Regions from separate parts of the Gossypium hirsutum genome. Here all the other regions are linked to region 2. The links are chromatin contacts, called in public Hi-C maps. All regions are on one chromosome and are shown on one strand. The core of a region is the stretch at or near the end of the contact, and the rest is flanking DNA. Distances in the headings are between cores, read along the strand shown.

Region 1 (4,196 bases), core at 1,025-3,524, 520 kb before region 2:
ATAACTTCATTTTATAATTGCATACAAATAATTTACACATTATATATCCGATATAAAATAAGTCAAAATTTACAAAAATTAAAGGCAAGGCTCATTAGAAACTTTTGAATCTGAAAATGGGGTTGAAGACAACAACTGCGCTATAGTAAAAAACAAATTATAAATTGTTGACACATCCTACGCATTAATTGATGTAATGGGTCAATTTAGCCTGAGCCCAAAACCATAAGATAAACAAAAATAAAATGTCCACTGTCCAATTTACACAGCCCAAAATCATAACCCGAGCCCAACTACATAATACCCAACTAAATTGGCCCGAAAATTAAAAAATAAGAAACCCTAGGGTTTGTTAAGGCGCGTCGCAGCCCCCAGCCTACAGCGCAACCTCCGAACGGCCTCCACGTCCGCGTACTAGCATGCCACACTTGCATCCAGCCTTATACCTACAAGAAAAGGCCACACAACAGCAAGAAATAGCAGCAAAAAAGAACAAAAAAAAACTGTAATCACTCGGCTACAAAGCCATAAACATTTTTCATTGTAATTTTTTTAGAAGGAGACACAAAAAAAATAGCAATCGGATAAAAAAAGAATCAAGGTGGTCTTTCGTTCTGTTCTTTTATTTCCTTTGCAAGTTTATTTTCGAATAAAGAACATGCATATATAGATATTCAAAGAAAAAAAGTTACCTTTCTGAGATCGGAGAGGGGAACCAAGGGTTTGTTTGTTTTATTTTACTTTTAAAAGGCTTTTTCTAGAATTTTAGGTTTTAAATCAGGGTTGGGGAGAACCAAACGGTCAAAAAGACCTCTTTTCGTATTACTCCGACCACCATATACGGCGGCCACCAACGCTGGAGGCCAACAGCCATGGTGGTTGGACGATGACCATATTGGCCGGAGAAGAAGGGAGAAAGGAGAGAAAAGGGGAAAGCTTTTAGTTTTTTTTAGAGTTAGGGTTGAAATGAGAGATTGAAAAAAAAATTTAGGTTTTTATAACAACAAGAAATGGCGTCGTTTTGATTTAGCATCCCAGGCGCTAAGCGGCGTCGTTTTGACGCGAAACGGGTCGACTTGATCCATTGCTCAGGGGATCCACGTGTTTTCTCTAATAATGGGTTATCTACACTGTTGATCCCTCTGTTTTTTCAATCTTTTTCAACTTAGTCCAATTCTATTTTATTTCTTTAAAATTTTTTCCTTTAATTTTAGTTCGTTTTCACTTTGGCCCTAAGACCGTTTGAAGAGGTCGACATCTGAAATGGTGTCGTTTGGGGAATAGGGATAATTCCCTAATCGGTCCCCGCCTTCGTTCGCACATCTAATTTTGGTCCTATTTTGTTCTTTTCTTTAAATTTTGCCCCTCGTTTTTTGTTTTTATTTCATTTTGGTCCCTATTTATTTATTTTATTATAGTTTTTACCTTTAATTTCATTTTTATCCCGATTAAGTCCCTTTTTTAATAAATCTATTTATTTGCCAATTCATTATTTATTTATTCTTTGTTTATTTTATTTTTTATTGAGTATGTTTTTTTTACTATCCAATATTATTTATGTATTTATTTACAAATTGCTCCCTTAATTTTATTTATATTTTAATTTGCTATTTTATTTTCAATATTTTTTGTATTTTTATTATTTTTATTATTATTTTCTATTATTGTTATTATTAGTATATTATTATTATTCTTAATGTATTATTATTATTTATTTTCCACTTTATTATTGTTATTGTATTATCACTATTATTATCATCATATTATTAAACTAATTAATTTATATTACATTATATATTTCCTTTTCGTATTTACTTACGTTATTATTATTATTATTATTATTATTATTATTATTATTTTCGTTGTTGGTATTATTATTATTATTATTATTATCGTTTTCATCATTTTTTATTATTAATGTTGTTAAATTATGCGTATTGTTATTTTGTTTTATTATCATTATTTTTATGCTTTACTAATTTGTTGAATTTATGTCGCATTATCGTTCATCCGATATGAGATTTTTACACTTTAGCCATATTCGAATAAAACTACACATATATCATTTTTAAATATTTCACCAACTTTCATCAAAATTCATAAAATAAAGGCAATATTCTATGTTCTGGAAATTCTGCCATCCTCAGTATCCGCCTCTGTTTTTCACCCTTAAAATGACTATTTTAATTTAACCCCACATCGTTTAGAAAAACGAAGATGATTATTTTTTTAAACAGATGTATCCAAAACTTGATATTTAGAGACGGTATCATAAGCCAAATCAGATTGAAGGTGGCAGTGCAGTTTTTGGTGTTGCCACTCACAATAGTATTACTAATTCTGGCTTTCTGGTGCAAAGCAAAATCCAAGTTTAAGCTGCGAAGATGTTTTGAATGAAGACGGGGATGGGGGTTTTTGATGCCAGTCGTTTGCCGATAATTAGAAAGAACAAAGTGATAGCCGCCTGAGAAGAGCGCCATCATCGAATAGTGGGCTGTTAATTAGCAAAAGGAAGGATAGATAGTCTTTGGCTTTACAAACTCCACCGGTGTTGCTCCGCTCTCTGCAGCCTCTTCAGCTTTTTAGAGAATGAATTGGGAAATTAATGGGTTAATTTCATGCTTAGCCCCTTATATTATATTAGGTTCTCTGTTTGGATCCAACATTTTTAATTAAACTTCATTTAATAATTGCATACAAATAATTTAACAAGAGCACTATTATATATATCGGATATAAAATCAGCCAATACGTTTGCATCACATGTTTTTAATTATTATTTTTCCCTAACAACCCCACTCTTTTTGTTAAGTACGTAAAATACAAACCCTCCAACATTTTTATTTCTTACTTACGATTAATTAAACTAGCCTTGAAATTATGATTCCTTCATTCAATAATTGCATAAAAATAATTTAACAACAGCACTATTATATATACCCGGCGTAAAATCAACCCTCACCTTCTTGGAAAGAACATCATCCCTCATCTATTTGTAGATCTGCTTTTCTCTTTCTTATCCTCATCAACCCCTTGTTCCCAGTTTCTTTCTGTGGTATTGAGCGAACTATTTTCTGATTTTGAGCACTAGATTGAGGTATCTTTTTCTTCTCATATATCCTCATGTTGTCGTTACCTTCAACTCCATCGTCCATTTCTAAAAAGGAATATGATGTTTTCTTGAGTTTTAGAGGTGAAGATACTCGCAAAAACTTCACAGATCATCTCTACGAAGCTCTAACGAGGCGTGGGATTGTCACCTTTAGAGATGATCCAAAGTTGGAGGCGGGTGAAGAGATCGCACCTGAACTCTTTAAAGCAATTCAACAATCATGGTGCTCGATCATCGTTTTTTCAAAAACCTATGCCTTTTCAAGTTGGTGCTTGGAGGAGCTTGCTGAGATAGTTAAACAAAAAAAGGATAAGGAACATAAAGTATTTCCAATATTCTACAATGTAGATCCATCCGATTTAAGAAAACAGAAGGGAAAAGTTGAAGAAGCGTTTGCAAAACATCAAGAGAGATATAAGGAAGATAGAGAAAAGATCCAAAGGTGGGGAAATGCTTTGAGGGAAGTGGCTAACATCAAGGGATGGCATTTAAATAACAGGTCATTCTTTCTTCTCTATTTTCTAGTTTTAGTGTCTAACAAGATTGTTATTTTTTTTGGATATTCCTATATATGTGTTTTGTCGAAACAGTATTCAGGTCCGCTAGACTATTTTTTTGGTCACCACTCAATTGTTTTAGTTAGGTGTGATTGCCCACTTAAGAATATATAATTTTTTATTTTTTTGGTGGAACCTTTAATAAAATTTTAAAATTGATTGTACAGTTACATGTGATAAAAGGTATCATGTAATCATGTGCTATTCTTAAATTTATATTTAATATTTAAAAATAATTCTTGTTATAAAATAATTTTATTATGAATAAAATGAATTTATTTTAAAACAAAAATTCGAGCTACAACCCCATAAAAATTCATGATTAAAAACTTTTAAAACAATCACTTTGATTATTAATGGAAAAGAGTATTCTTCTACGATAAATAATTACTAAATATTTCGACCGTAACTCATAAATTATTATGGCTCTAGAATATTCCCTCGTTTTCTAAAAACATACCTAACAACGAAATGTAACTATTTTAGGCATGCAAATAATTTCTTTGTTTTATTTCTGTCTTTCTATT
Region 2 (4,057 bases), core at 681-3,180:
TGTGCCTAAATTGTAACTTTTTTAGTTAAATCACCAAAACAAAAACTTATCTATAGTTTTGTAATTAATGGTATAGTTTTCCCTTTTAAAAAATTTTAAGGGTTAATTAAGTCATTACAAATAAATGAAAGAAGAAAAGAAAGTAAAGGAATGAAAAAAAGAGAGAAGGAAAATTGATATAAATAAGAAAAAATATATTCCAGCTTTATTTTATTACAATTCTATTTCATTACATTGAAACAAACATAGTGTATGTGTTGTGACTTTTTTTTTCAAATAATTGAAGTATTATAAATTTATATAATTTTTTTATATGCTAAGAATTCTTTGTATATAAATTTTGATATATCTGTGTATTCGTATTGTGTTTATATTGTTTTCTATGTTGGACATGTTTTGATTATTTCTCATATATTTGTGTTGTGTTTTAATTGATCTTATATTTTGTCAAAAATTCAATTTTAATTTTAAATAATTTTAAAAAATATAAATTGATTCACCTAAAAATTAGACCATTATATCTATCGAGAAGGAATTGTATGAAACTGTGATTCCACGTCATCCTTATCCCTTTTTAATAGCAGAATGACAAACTAGACTTTTCCTCTTGATTTTCAGCTTTTTCCTCATTTTAAAAAATCAAATTCAACTAAAAATGCTAAATATTAGGAATAGAAGTCTAAGTTGTCATTTTCTTATTAGAAAATAATAAGGATGATGTGAAATTACAATTCATACAATCTTTTCTCATATCTATCATAGGTCAACATAATTAATATGAATATAATTTTCAAAACTTTATTTTAATTATATGAAATGTATAGTACACAAAAAGAAAATCATGAAAACAACAAAAAGTAGTCACAGAAATACAATTTTTGGAATTTTCAAATATTTTGATTTGATAATTTTATCCACAATAGGTCCAACATAATTCATATGAATATCATTTTCAAAACTTTATTCTAATTGTATGAAATGTGCAGTACACAAAAAAGTCATGGAAACAACAGAAAAAGTCACAGAAATATTATTTTTAATTTTTTCGAATATTTTGATTTGATCATTTTATCTATCACATGTCAACATATTTAATTTAATATGAATATTATTTTCCAATATTTTGATTTGATATTTGTCTCACATGTTTATGTTAATAATAATAAAATTGTACTTTAATTCTCTTAAAAATAATAAAAAAATTTAATTTTTTTAAAATTTTAAAGATATAAACTATTAAAATAGTAAAATTATATTTTTACTATCGTAAAAATATATAATTTAATTCTGACTCATCTACATGATTTCCAATGAGGTGGAGAAGTGTACTTTGTGAATGTTTTTTTTTAGTGAAAAGATTAGCCAATACAATATTTAGATTAAACTATCAATACTTTATGAAATCTTTGCAAATAACTACATATTCTTATCCCTATTGAAAGTCAATTTAGTGATATGATCGACGTTTGTATTATCTTTTAAAGGAATATATATTATTTTTTATTGATCTATTTTCGATAATATTTATTAAATACTTCTGATAAGTGTTAAATTTGAAAACTTCGGAAAAGCTACTTGAATAATCTAAATCACCTCTATACTATCCGTCGGAATCTCGTGAAGCGTAATATGCACTTTGTCGAGCGGATACTTTTAGTTAGGAGGAATTGTTTGCATTGAGCTATCCTTTTATGTTTGATCTTTCAACCTTCATAAGAGAAAATGATGATCTAGTCACGTGACCTCCAAAATTATGCAAGTTTTTTGGTCCCAGTCGTCACACTTGATCTTATTCTTATCCCAAACTGCGTTCTTATCGATCCATTCGCCACGTCATCCCTTTCCCCTCCTCAGATCCAAGATCAACGATCCATGTTTATCCCAACTTGTTCGACCTTTAACACCCTTTCATTTTGTCGTTAAATATCTTCTTCTGAGTTACTTTCATTAAAACAAGAAAGATCTTAGGACACGCTGTTCTCCTGCTACGATTCCGATCATATGGGACTACTTGGCCAGTTATGGGACGATTCCGTCGCCGGTCCCCGACCGGATACCGGCCTCGGCAAGCTCCGAAAGCAATCCAAATTTACTTTCTGGCCTAACTCCGCTAAGGGTACGCTTAACGCTCGCTATTTTCACGTCAGTGATAGCGGCTCACTTTAGTCGTATTGAAAAGCAAAAATTATATGTCACTGATAAGTAATTTAAATTTGTTAAAAAATCCAACTGGCGAAGAGCTTTTAAAATAAAGCGAAAATTTGTTGCGAGATGAAATATTTTAATTATTTTATGAGAAGATTTAAGAATTCTAGTCGTTTTTTTCGTATTGATATATTTTCAATTGGTTTTTGGCGATTTAATGATCAGAATCTGATGGCGGGAGTGTGAGATCAAACGGTGATGAAACGTCGTTGGAGGAAGCGACGAGAGTGACACGTACTATTATGATCGTAAAACCACCGGGTTATCAGACCGGTTCACCTCCTGTTTCGCCGGCCGGAACGACTCCTCCGGTATCTCCTTTTGCCGGTAAATTTTTTTAAAAATATTTTTAACTCATTGCCGAATTTCTTTACTTATTTATTTCTTAAATCTCAAGTTCTACGTCTAAGAAGGGTTAGAAGTTGTGTTCTGTCAAATTAACTTTTTGTCTGATTGGTGGACTTTAGGAGGGTAAATATGTCATTTAACGGATTTGTATCATTTTCCTCAATGGATAATGGATGCCAAATTAAAATCATTATTATAATTTCTGTTTTAGTTAGACAAATTTGTCCTCGTTGACAGATTAACATGTATTTGTTTGTATATGTAATGTGTAATTTTATGCATTAACTTTGATTTTGTATAATTTTATATATGAATTTTTTTATTTGATTTAATTCTCATAAATAATTAATACAATTATTAATATATAAATAATTATATTTATCTAATATAAAAATAATCTGATGTATTTATTTCTTTAAATGTGTATAATTGAATTAAAATGAAAGTTTGCGTGTATATATTTAAATCACAATAAAAATTTCTTGTATATAATTGTACTAAATGAAAGTTCATATATTAAATTACATATTAAATTAAAGTTGACGTATAATTTTGAGATTTATCCTGTATTTATATATTTAAGATATAAATCATTATTATTAGTTTTTTTTTGTGAGTTTGACCATTTCAAATATAGTAAAAGTATAAGTACTTAGATAGCATATTTTTACCCTTTAAAGTTGACACTATTAAGCTCAAGCTTTAATCTCGTCACTATTGTTTTAATTTCATTAATTAGAGTTTATTTTACTGTTTATTAAGATCGTTGAAGACGAGTATTTGATTTGAAATATTTCATTCCCTCAACGATGGAAGTATTGTTCTCGAGGTATTTATGCTCGATTTCAGTCTTGTGTTTTTGTCTCTTTACTCCGAGTAGTGCCCAAAAAAGTTCATAGAGTTTGGGTAGTAGTGCCTAGATCCACCAAGAAAATGTTTCATCATTTTGGCCTTAATGTGGTTAGTCTTCATGCCCCTAAAAGGTCTCGGTGAGCAAGAACACTACCACTTGGTTAGCTTTGGAGTAGAGATACAAAAATCCAAAATTAAAACCGAGCATAAACATTGCAAAAGCAATATATTTACTATTGATGGAGTGAGACACTCCAAAGTAGATACTGATCCCCTTTAATAATGGATACTTAAATCAGTTGATAATTAGATATATGAAGTTGTTAACGTGGATGAAATGTTTTGTTTAGGTAGCAAAGAATCGTATCAGTTCCGGAGAAGATCGATTCGGATGCGTACGAGAAGGCCGGCGAGGTTGGAGCAAGGAGCCCTCATCCTCCTTAGGACGTGTGAGTTGTGAGCTCTCTCGCCTGCAAATGAACCTCGAAGCTGGGCTTGCCTTTTTCTCTTTTTGCATATATTTGTAATGTGTCAATGGTGTTCAGAATCTGTAAATTATAATATATATGTGTATGTGCATACGTAGAGGATTTTGCTATATGTGGAGAGCTTGTAATTCATTTTTTTTCTTCTTCGAACTTGTTCGAACTAA
Region 3 (4,130 bases), core at 1,332-3,831, 820 kb before region 2:
TATGTAAAGGGATGTTACTATGTTGCAGCTTTTGATTTGTTTCTTGAGATGATTCTTTGTGGTGTTAGGCCAAGTGCTATAACCATGGTCAGTTTGGTTCAAGCTTGTGGAGGAACGAGGAATTTAGAACTAGGGAAACGCGTTCATGGATTGGTTCTTGTATTCGGATTGGGAACTGATGTTTTAGTGCATACTGCATTGATTGATATGTATAGTAAGTTGGGTGAACATGAAAGAGCTCAATCAGTTTTCGATATCATGCCTGCAAAAACTCTGGTTTCATGGAATGTTATAATCTCAGGGTATGTTCAGAATTGTTTGGTATATGAAGCTTTCGATCTGTTTCAGAAATTAATATTAACTGGTGGTGGTTTCGATTCAGGAACCATAATTAGCCTCCTCCAAGGTTGTGCTCAAGTGGCAGATTTGGAAAGTGGGAAGGTTCTCCATGGTTATATTTTCCGGAAAGGCCTCGACATAAACGTTATTTTGTGTACAGCATTAGTAGATTTGTATTCCAAGTGTGGTGCCTTAAAGGAGGCAACTTTTGTGTTTGATAGGATGAAGAATCGAAATGTGATTACATGGACTGCTATGCTTGTCGGATTAGCACAAAATGGCCACGCCGAAGATGCCATAAGATTATTTGGTAAGATGCAAGAAGAGGGAGGCACTGCAAATTCTACAACTTTGGTTAGTTTAGTCCACTGTTGTGCACACTTGGGTTCATTGAAGAAAGGAAGGAGTGTGCATGCTCGATTGTTACGGCATGGTTATGCTTTCGACGTAGTTAACAGGACAGCCTTGATTGATATGTATGCCAAGTGTGGAAACATTAACTATGCTGAGAGGTTATTCGAAGATGTGTCCTTTCTTAAAGATGTTATATCATGGAATTCTATGATCACAGGCTATGGCATGCATGGTCAAGGACACAAAGCTCTTGATCTCTATCACCGAATGTTAGATGAGGGACTCAAGCCGAATAAAACTACATTTGTCTCTCTTCTATCCGCTTGTAGTCACTCAGGGCTCGTGGACCAAGGAAGAAGATTGTTTCTGAGCATGGAAAGCGACCATAACATCAGGGCTAATGAGAAGCATTATGCTTGCTATGTCGATCTTCTTAGCAGAGCAGGACATATCGAAGAAGCGGAGGTATTGATCAATCAAATGCCCTTTCAATCGAGCCGTGAAGTTTTCGAAGCATTGCTAAATGGTTGTAGAATGCACAAGAACATTGATATCGGCATAAAAGCTGCAGACTATTTATTAAGTTTGGACGCAACAAACCCGGGTATTTACATCATGTTATCAAACATATATGCTGAAGCAAGGAGATGGGATGCAGTAGATCATATTCGAGGTTTCATGAGGGGACGCGGACTGAAAAAAACACCAGGATGCAGCCTGATTGAAGTTGGAAAACAGCTCCATGCGTTTTTCGCTGGTGAAGATTCACATCCGAACTCGGTCGAAATTGATCGGATTCTCGAGAACTTGAAATCAGAACTTGAAGCTTTAGGTTATGTACCGGATACAAGTTGTGTTCTTCGTGACGTAGATGAGGCGATGAAGATCAAATCACTGTGGAGGCATAGTGAGAGGTTAGCTATCGCTTTCGGACTTTTACATACACCGGCAGGAAGCTTGATAAGGATCAGTAAGAACCTCCGTGTATGTGGTGATTGCCATACAGTGACTAAATATATATCAAAGGTGGTAAAGAGGGAGATTATCGTAAGAGATGCTAACCGTTTCCATCACTTTGTTGATGGAAAATGTTCTTGCAATGATTATTGGTGAAAATGATTTGATTGCGATGTTAAAATATTTAATCCTCAGGCCTGCATTGAAACTGTGATACTATCTGCTTTTCACTTTGGTCTCTACAGAAACCTGCAAAAGGCAAGATTATTAAATAAATTATTAAAAAATTTATAAAATTATTAAAATAGAAGAAAACGGTTCTATTAGCCATTCAACCCTTTTTCTTTTTACCAGTTTTTTCAGCATCAGTTTTGAATTATTGGACAGGAGATGAAAAATTATTTTATGAACATTTTCTCATCATATCACCTCTTTTTAATTATATAATGATATTTCAATAATTTTTCTGGTATGTAATTTTGATAACTTTTTTTTACCCTGAACTATAAATTTTGAACTTCAAACTCAAAACAATGAAATCTTAAACTTAGAATTCTAAATTTAAACTTTAAACTTTAAATCTCAAACCTTAAATCATAAATTCGAACTTAAATTTGAATCCTGAATCCCGAACTTAAAATCTTAAATATTGAATATGTTTTGAGTTTGAAGTTTAAAATTTCGAGTTTAAAGTTCATATTCATGTTTGAGATTTTGAGTTTAAGGTTTAGATTTAAAATTTTGGGGTCGAGATTTGAGTTTAAAGTTTAAATTTAAAATAAAAAATTATTAAAATTACGTTTCCATAACATAAAATAAATAATTGAAAAGGCAATATTCATAATATTTAATTCTTTTTTGTTTTTTAATACGGAAGAAACATTATATCTTTACTTAGTATTGTTTGTAATAAAAAAAGACAAACCGTCAAACACTTTAATGAAAGTAGGTTCCTCTTTGTGAACTCTCACCTTCTTGGTTTCTTCGTAGAAAAACACATCATATCACGTCTATGACCCCACTTTCCACTGCTACGCGTTTTTTTCTTGGAAAAAGGGAAGGTGAGAAATGTATTGAGAACTTTTGCTTACAAAACTTTTTTCTTCCCTGGACATTTGAACTGTTTTTCGCTTTCTCGTTGCTTATACATACTAATTGTTGCTGGTTTCTTTCTGGGTATTGGGCGTTTTGTTCTCTGATTTTGAGCGGCAAATTTCTTCTGATACATTGTCATGATGTCGATAGCTTCAATTCCCTCATCCATTTCTAGGAAGAAATATGATGTTTTCTTGAGTTTTAGAGGTGAAGATACCCGCAGGAACTTCACGGATCATCTCTATCATGCTCTAAGGAGAAGTGGGATTGTCACTTTCAAAGATGATCTAAAGCTGGAGGCGGGTGAAGAGATCACACCAGGAATTCTCAAAGCAGTTCAGCAATCATGGTGCTCGATAATCGTTTTCTCTGAAACTTATGCCTTTTCAAGTTGTTGCTTGGAGGAGCTTGCTGAGATTGTTAAACAACATAACAACGACGGCCATAAAGTTTTTCCAATTTTTTACAATGTTGATCCATCTGATTTTAAAAAACAGAAAGGTAAAGTTGATGAAGCCTTTGCCAAACACGAAGAGAGATACAAGGAAGATAAAGAAAAGCTCCAAAGGTGGCGAGATGCTTTGACTGAAGTGGCTAGCATCAGGGGATGGCATTTAAATAACAGGTATTCTTTCTTTTCTAGTTTTAATGGCATCAGGGGATTACATGTGTTTAATTGTAAAGTTCAATTTTTCTACTAAAGAGCAAGTTGTGTCATCTTGCTTTTTGTTTGCTTCTAAACTATATTGTTCATTGAAATAGAAAAAAAGAGCATTTGAAAGATATCAACAAAATTATATTTCTTTGTAGACATGAAATGGAATTTATTGGAGACATTGTTAAGAAGATATCAGCGAAATTATGTCAGACATATCCGGTTGTTCATGATGAGTTGGTTGGAATTAGTTTACATTTGGAGGAGTTGTATCCGAAAATAAACATTGGGGAAGACGATGTCCGCATTATAGGAATTTGTGGAATGGGTGGTATTGGTAAAACAACTCTTGCAAGGGTCGTTTACACTCAAATGTCTCCTCATTTTGAAGGTAAAAGCTTTCTTGCTGATGTTCGAGAAGCTTCAAACAAATGTGGACTTGTTTCTTTACAAAAACAACTTCTTTCTCAAATCTTGCCAGATGAATGCTTCAATTTTTTCAATGTTCATGAAGGGAATGCCATAATTAGCCACAAGTTGTCTCATAAAAAAGTTCTTGTTATTCTTGATGATGTTGATAACTTACAACACTTGAAATGCTTGGTTGGAAGGTGTAATTGGTTCGGTTTAGGGAGTCGAATCATTGTAACAACAAGAGATGAACATTTGCTCCGATCTTATGGAGTCGATGGTGTGTATAAGCCTGCAACATTGAATCCTGATGATGCAC

What was found. Hi-C and Micro-C count contacts between places; a contact is called where the count stands out from the background.
Region 1: a Hi-C map of leaf shows a contact between it and region 2, with 2.8 times the contacts expected there. The contact joins the promoter of LOC107962536 here to the promoter of LOC107961885 in region 2. A contact is called at or near these places in 2 of 34 Hi-C or Micro-C datasets (callus and leaf).
Region 3: a contact with region 2 is called in a Hi-C map of leaf, with 1.6 times the contacts expected there. The contact joins the promoter of LOC107963039 here to the promoter of LOC107961885 in region 2. A contact is called at or near these places in 2 of 34 Hi-C or Micro-C datasets (both in leaf).

Annotation. Positions count from the first base shown.
Region 1 is chrA11:119,799,332-119,803,527 of Gossypium_hirsutum_v2.1, forward strand. It overlaps LOC107962536 (disease resistance protein RPV1), which reads left to right and starts at 2,275. Exons shown (of 8, transcript XR_001701662.2): 1 at 2,275-3,611. LOC107963149 (a long non-coding RNA gene) reads right to left here and starts at 1,351. Exons shown (of 2, transcript XR_001701869.2): 1 at 693-1,351; 2 at 123-446.
Region 2 is chrA11:120,322,792-120,326,848 of Gossypium_hirsutum_v2.1, forward strand. LOC107961885 (dormancy-associated protein homolog 3) reads left to right here and starts at 1,931. Exons shown (of 3, transcript XM_016898066.2): 1 at 1,931-2,116; 2 at 2,371-2,516; 3 at 3,760-4,057. The coding sequence starts at 2,002. The coding sequence ends at 3,849.
Region 3 is chrA11:119,499,406-119,503,535 of Gossypium_hirsutum_v2.1, forward strand. LOC107963039 (disease resistance protein RUN1) reads left to right here and starts at 2,582. Exons shown (of 8, transcript XR_001701863.2): 1 at 2,582-3,370; 2 at 3,556-4,130. It overlaps LOC107963029 (pentatricopeptide repeat-containing protein At3g12770), which reads left to right. Exons shown (of 1, transcript XM_016899631.2): 1 at 1-1,985. The coding sequence ends at 1,806.